2 separate regions of the Danio rerio genome follow, and region 1 is linked to region 2. The links are chromatin contacts, called in public Hi-C maps. All regions are on one chromosome and are shown on one strand. The core of a region is the stretch at or near the end of the contact, and the rest is flanking DNA. Distances in the headings are between cores, read along the strand shown. Region 1 overlaps wnt5b (wingless-type MMTV integration site family, member 5b). Region 2 overlaps erc1b (ELKS/RAB6-interacting/CAST family member 1b).

Evidence for each region. A called contact is a pair of places that touch in the nucleus more often than the background predicts.
Region 1: a contact with region 2 is called in a Hi-C map of embryo, with 2.1 times the contacts expected there. The contact joins two enhancer-like sites. A contact is called at or near these places in 1 of 18 Hi-C or Micro-C datasets (embryo) and 2 of 4 datasets of contacts at active chromatin or transcription factors (embryo and gastrula embryo).

Annotation. Positions count from the first base shown.
Region 1 is chr4:9,129,006-9,132,288 of GRCz12tu, forward strand. The region is part of intron 3 of wnt5b (wingless-type MMTV integration site family, member 5b); the gene reads left to right. Among named protein-coding and RNA genes, the nearest start is that of fbxl14b, 20 kb to the left of the region's middle. Within about 2 kb of position 1,541, at least 39 of the 62 cell types and tissues checked have an H3K27ac peak or open chromatin away from gene starts, as enhancers often do.
Region 2 is chr4:8,995,009-8,998,272 of GRCz12tu, forward strand. The region is part of intron 20 of erc1b (ELKS/RAB6-interacting/CAST family member 1b); the gene reads left to right. Among named protein-coding and RNA genes, the nearest start is that of wnt5b, 35 kb to the right of the region's middle. Within about 2 kb of position 1,328, at least 7 of the 62 cell types and tissues checked have an H3K27ac peak or open chromatin away from gene starts, as enhancers often do.

The DNA.
Region 1 (3,283 bases), core at 291-2,790, 130 kb after region 2:
AAACTTCCATTGAATTTTTTTTTTCTCAGCCTCCTTAGTGTATTTTGAGTTATTTCACTTTAAATACCATGGAAAAAGCTTATGCTTCACCATAAAAGTGATATTACTGAACATACACACATGATAGCTGTTTTAGTATTAAGTTATGATTGAATTGCCTCTCGTTATAGTTATGAAATAATAACAAGCAAGAAATGTTCATGAGCCACTAAAATGACCACATTGAAATGGTCTATAAATACCTAAAAAGTACAACTGTGTACCTCATAGTATCCTAAAGGTATAAAAAGTGTACCCTAAAGGTACTATTGTGCAGCTGTGAAGTACAAAAGTGTACTATTTGGAAAGATACCACCCAGAAACAGCCTTTGTACCTTATTTAGCAAGCCAAAAAGGTCTAATATAATGGTGCAAATTCATATTTAAACAAGAGCTAAGCAATATGGCATAAATGCAGTCTCAATAATTATGTTCCATATTGAACGATAACGACATATATTTCAATATAACATGTCAATGCTTCCAGATTTAAAAGAGTCCCCCAACAATGACTGGAGCCACAAAATATGGAGGGTCTAATAAATGGCATAAAATTTTCGGCTCTTAGATCAATACAGAGTAAAAAAGTTTAGAGTTTATCATCTTTATTGACATCAATTTTAACATGATTCAATATAAAATTGTTTATCAGCCCAGCCCTAATTTAAAATTTGCAAGCACATTTTGTCCATCCAGCAATAAATGTGATCATAGACTGGTCTCTGATAAAAGAAGCACCTATATGGCTTGTGGACAAATTAGTTGACTATTGGCCACCAAAAAAGTCTCTAAAACTACAATCCAGTGTCACCTACATCAACACAAACTGTCTGGAAATGGGTTCAAAAAGAAAAAATAACTCTTCTCTAATCGAAAAACATTGCTGTTAATACTTTGAGCAAAAAAATGAAAGTTAACTGTAAACAAATGCTGGTTTCCACATGATACATTCATGATGTCCCAACACAAATCTGCTAAGTTGATTGGTTTTGACAAATTGAAGTGGACTGAATATAAAACATTTAAATTGTCCCAAAAAAGTTTTGTTGTTTCTGCTCATTCTAAATACGTAATATGAACAATTATTTTTGAGTGTTTTGAAGTGCTCTCATCCTTCACCAATGCATCCAGTATTATTGTAGAGCACTCTATATAACATGTGCTGTGCCCATGCGCTGGGGACTGACCCCAAACCTGTCCCGTCCAGGCTCTCTGTGCATCCTCACCCACCCCCCGACTTTTACACGGGAAACCTGGGAGACACATGGTCTCTCCAGCAGCTCCAGGCCCCGTGAACTGCTGCGTCCTTCTATTTATTAGGGAATAAAGTAGCTCTAACAGCCCCTGCGCTTTTATAGCAGGATCCCCCGCTGCTTCTCCACACTACACCGAGTCCTATCAGACTTCTTACTGGGAACAAATTGACGGAGAGGAAGGAGGGAAGAGCGAGTGAGAGGGGGCCGTTTGCGTCACGGAGGAGAGAGAGTGACTGATGTGTGGCCAGTTTGGCCTGTGTCTGGTTTCCTGAGCCGGCAGTGCAGAAAGCCATATGGGAGAAAGAGAGAGAGAGAGGGAGAGAGAGAGAGACATGCGTTCACTTTCACAACCAGAGCAGTGTGCATGAGTCATCTTCTTCCAGCTTTACAGAGGCTAATGAAATAGAGACTACAGACTTATATTTACCGGGAACAGTAGCTGAAGCTGCATCTGAAGCAGCTTAAATGACTTGAAAAGGTGCATTTTTAGAGGAAGATTATAAATCGCTTAAATAATGTTGTGAAGTTCATTCATTCATTCTTTTTCCTTTGGTTTAGTCTCTATTTTGCCACAGCGGAGTAACTGGCCAACAATTCCAGCACATGTTTTACGCAGCTGATGCCCTTCCAGCTGCAACCCAGTATTGGGAAACATCCATACACACTCATTTACACACTATGGACAATTTAGTTTATTCAATTCACCTAAAGCGCATGTTTTTGGACTGTGGGGTAAACCGGAGCATCCAGAGGAAACCCACGCCAATACAGAGAGAACATGCAAACTTCACACAGAAATGCCAAATGGCCCAGTCGGGACTTGAACCAGCGACCGTCTTGCTGTGAGGCGACAGTCACCGTGACGCCATTATGAAGTTGATGGTTTAAATTTAGAGACTAAGATTAATCCATTTAATTAAGGTAGTTTAATATAATTTAATTAATGCATAGAATAAATGTTTTGGTTTCATTACTTCATGTTAGTTAATGTGTTTACTAACATGAACTAATAATGAACAGTAATTATACAGCATTTATTAATCATAGTTCAACATTTACTAATGGGTTATTAAAAGCCCCAATTCATTATTGTCACCATTAAAACATGTATGTATTAGTTTTTTGCATTAATGTTATTATTTATTAATTTTTTTATTATTTAATTATTAGTAATGAACACATGAACTAATGTTAACTAATACCACCTTATCGTAAAGTGTTACCAAGATTATAAAATACTTTATACTCCAATAATCTTGTTTTATTTACATAATTTTGGGAAGAAAACAAATAATAAAAAAATATTTGGGGGCTGCATGGTGACACAGTGGGTAGCACTTTCACCTCAAGGCAAGTAGGTTGCTGGTTCCAGTCCCGGCTGAGACAGTTGTTGTTTCTGTGTGGAGTTTGCATGTTCTCCCCGTGAGTTTCTTCCGGGTGCTCCGGTTTCCCCCACAATCCAAAGACATGTGCTATAGGTGAATTGGGTAAGCAAAATTGTCCATAGTGTATGTGTGTGAATGAGTGTGCTTGGGTGTTTCCCAGTGATGGGTTGCAGCTGGAAGAACACCCGCTGTGTAAAACATATGCTGGATAAGTTAGCGGTTCATTCCACTGTGGCCAACCCTGATGAACAAAGGGAATAAGCCGAAAAGAAAACGAATGAATGAATATTGCTTTTTTACTTTACACTAGACTGATCTTTTATTAGGGCATCTGTACTTTTACTCGAGTGCTTGATCTACATACTTTGTCACCGCTGGAATTCCCAGCACTTATAATAACCAAAGTGTTCACAAGTCTGTAAAAAGCCGCTGCTTCCCTGTTGAGTCACACGTACAGTAAATCCTCACGCAGGACGGCATGTGGTTCGGGTGCGGATGGGGGCTCCACAAGCACTGGAGGTGGGGTTAACCGGTCCAGCTGTGTTTCCCAATGTGCATTTCTGCAGCTGCCGGGAGATCAATGCTGAAGCGAGCCTGACAGAT
Region 2 (3,264 bases), core at 78-2,577:
CAGTCAAAGTATTTTAACATATTTTTAATCTTTTTATGAAGCATTAAAGGGCCGATCCTCCCTATAGGCAACCCATTCCGTCGAACCACTAGGGGACGCCCCTTGCTCTTAAATGTGAATCTGTTCTGTGCTTTCATTTTGTTCAGGCATGGAAACACCTTAAAATAAATATGAAAATGGCGGGATTCCCTTCCTTTTCTTCTCAGGCGCAGTTGCCCCTTCTATACAATCTTCAAAGCAGTCAGTTCATGTAGTGGTGCGTGACTGTCAGACATGCTCCATAGTGATAAATAGACGTGGTTTCCCAAACGAATTCTGTATATGCAATTAAAAATGAAGCGAAAGCGACACTGGGATTTGGCTATGTGTTTGAACAAACATATAACACTAATAATGATAATAATAATATTGAAACATATCGATCTCATTGGGTTTTTCTTTTAAACAGAACAAATTTTGTCTGAAATGAGCATAAAAAGTTAGGAAAGCAATCAAATGCTTTCAAAGATCTGTTCATTTTTTAAAGTTATCCCTTATTTTCACATCCCAATGTTGACAGATATGAGCATTAGCAAACATTTGAGCAACAACACTACCACATACAGTACTATGCCATTGTTGTGTGTTTGTTCACACTTGCCTTGAATCAACATTGAACATCTTCCTAAACATGTACATTCCAAACATTTTCGAGTGTTTACATGGACTTGACGATGGCGGCATTTTTAAAAACTTCCACTTTGTAAACAGTTTTCAGATTTATGCATCATCCAGCCTTAAAATGCCTTTGTCTTCTAAACTTTTGGGTTGAAAACATCATGGTAAATGGCCTCAAATCAAGCATTAGCCCATAGTTCAATTAGAACATTTGAGTACTTTTTAGAAAAATAAAAATCATTACTAGCAATTATCTTTAAACAATACAACAAGGCACTGATGTATTTTAAGATCAGCCAATGCAACTTCTTCTAAGTTGAAACCACTGAGACTTCAATTTAATCTCAGACTATAGGCTCATGTCTCGTCTGTGAATCCAGGAGTTAGTGTTTCCCAACTCTTTTCCAAAGCTTTTGTTCTTTCGCTCCTAATGGCGACTGATGCAGTTCCTTAGACAGGAAAATCAAAGATTGCTCAATCAAGCTATACACAGTCCTGCCAGAAATCACCAGTATAGACTAATCAGGTCGCAGACAAGAAGATCATAATGCACCCAAAAACACACACTTGTGAATTCACACTCATTTATCACTTACACTCCGCCAGACCGCCCCATTAGGACTCAGTGCCAGCTCGTCCTCTGTTGTGGTCAATGCTTCTTTTATTACTCGTCCTCCTTGCCTGCTCTGTTTATGGCGTAATGTTGTTTTATTTGGTTTGAGCTGTTCACAGGATGTTACTGCATCTCTGTTTAAACGGCTGGAATGCAGGAAGGTGATTAAGCCGTCGCTGAAAGAACCACTCAGTCATACAACCCACAGAGCCAACAAAGACAATAGACTCACCAAAAACGCACCTCATTTAGATGAAGAATTGCTGTTTTCAGGAACAAAAACACAATTATTGTGCATTGTACATTTGATAAGGTCTTTAGAGTTTAGCTTAAGGGTTATTAGGTTGTAATAAATACGCTAATGTGAAAAAGGACTGTGGTGGTATTGTTGCTGATGTAGTGTACATTTAAAAATAAATAAATAAATAAATAAATATATATATATATATATATATATATATATATATATATATATATATATATATATATATATATATATATATATATATATATATATATATATTTATTTATTTATATTTATATAATATTTTAGGGAAATTCTAGAAAAAAATGTTTTATTATATATTTTATTACCATTGCTTTTTAAAGCATGCTATTTTCTGTATATTTAGCTGTATTTATGCGTCAAACACAAAAAGTGTTAAGCATGAAAACAGTGTTATACAGATCTAGATAGTGTTTTTATTTGTATGTGTCCATGAAAACCAGTGTTGGGGAAAGTTACTTTTGAAAGTAATGCATCACAATATTGAGTAACTGCTCCAAAAAGTAACTTACTTTAACTAGTAACATTTTAGGATAAGTAATCCATTACGTTACTTTTGAGTTACTTTTTCTGATGCTTGATCTGTTTCATAACTTGCTGGATTTGTTTCTTTTTTTCCTTTTTTCTTTTTTTAAATTAAGGAGCTCTGCAATTAACAACGCATTGTATATCCTACACCTTTAGTTACCTTAAAAAGCTCATATCAAAAAATAATGATGTAGGATAATCTTATCTTCTGAGAACTTCCTGACCCTCAAGTTATATGCCATACATACAGATTAACAAAAGTGTAAAGCAATGCATTTACTACTTTTTTGATTTATTAGTGATGTAAAATCACTCTCCATTGAGACAATCCCCTTTTCCATTTCTTTGATCCGTTCAGAATAATGAGAAAACATCCATTGCAGAAATGTAAGCAAAAACTATGTTGCTTTCTTTTGGTTTTTGTCTGTTTCACCATTTTCTCATTGTGTGCAGTATTCAATATGTCTGTTTTCACTTTAATTCAGCTTTTTTTGTTTGTTTGTTTGTTTAAAAAAAAAAAGCTAACTAATTAAACTAAAAAGTAACTCACTTTTGGCGATTTCCACCTACCTAACTTTAAATAGCACCAGTTCTTGATCCTAGTAAGCTTTAATACACTTTGAGCTTTACTGTGGTAGAAAGTTTAATGCTAAAAAATATGAAAACGTTATGAAGTCATAAGAAAAAAAAATTGTACTGTGTTCAATATTTGTTTTCTCATATACAAACACAATTCAATTCAATTTTTGGTTTATTTCTGTAGCGCTTTTACAATGTAGATTATGTCAAATCAGCTTAACATAGAAGATTATAGTAGATTGAAGCGGTGTCAGTCCAGTTTTCGGAGTTTAAGTTCAGTTCAGTGTGGTTTAATTTTCACTGTTTAAAGTGCAAATCCATCCAAGCGTGAACCTCAAGTCCTGAACCAAGCAAGCCAGAGGCGACAGCGCCAAGGAACAAACTTCACCAAATGACGAAAGTGAAGAAAAAAAAAACATGTCGTCTCTGGCCAAACTTCTTGTGCAGAGCTGCAGTCTAGGTGCCGGAGACTGGAAAACTCTAGACGTCCATTGCAAAGGACATTAATGTAAAAACCTAGAAAAAATATAGCTTGAAAGCAAAGTGTCGCATGAGTTTATATTTTAAATTTGATAAAGATAGCATGCAAAATAGGATTTCT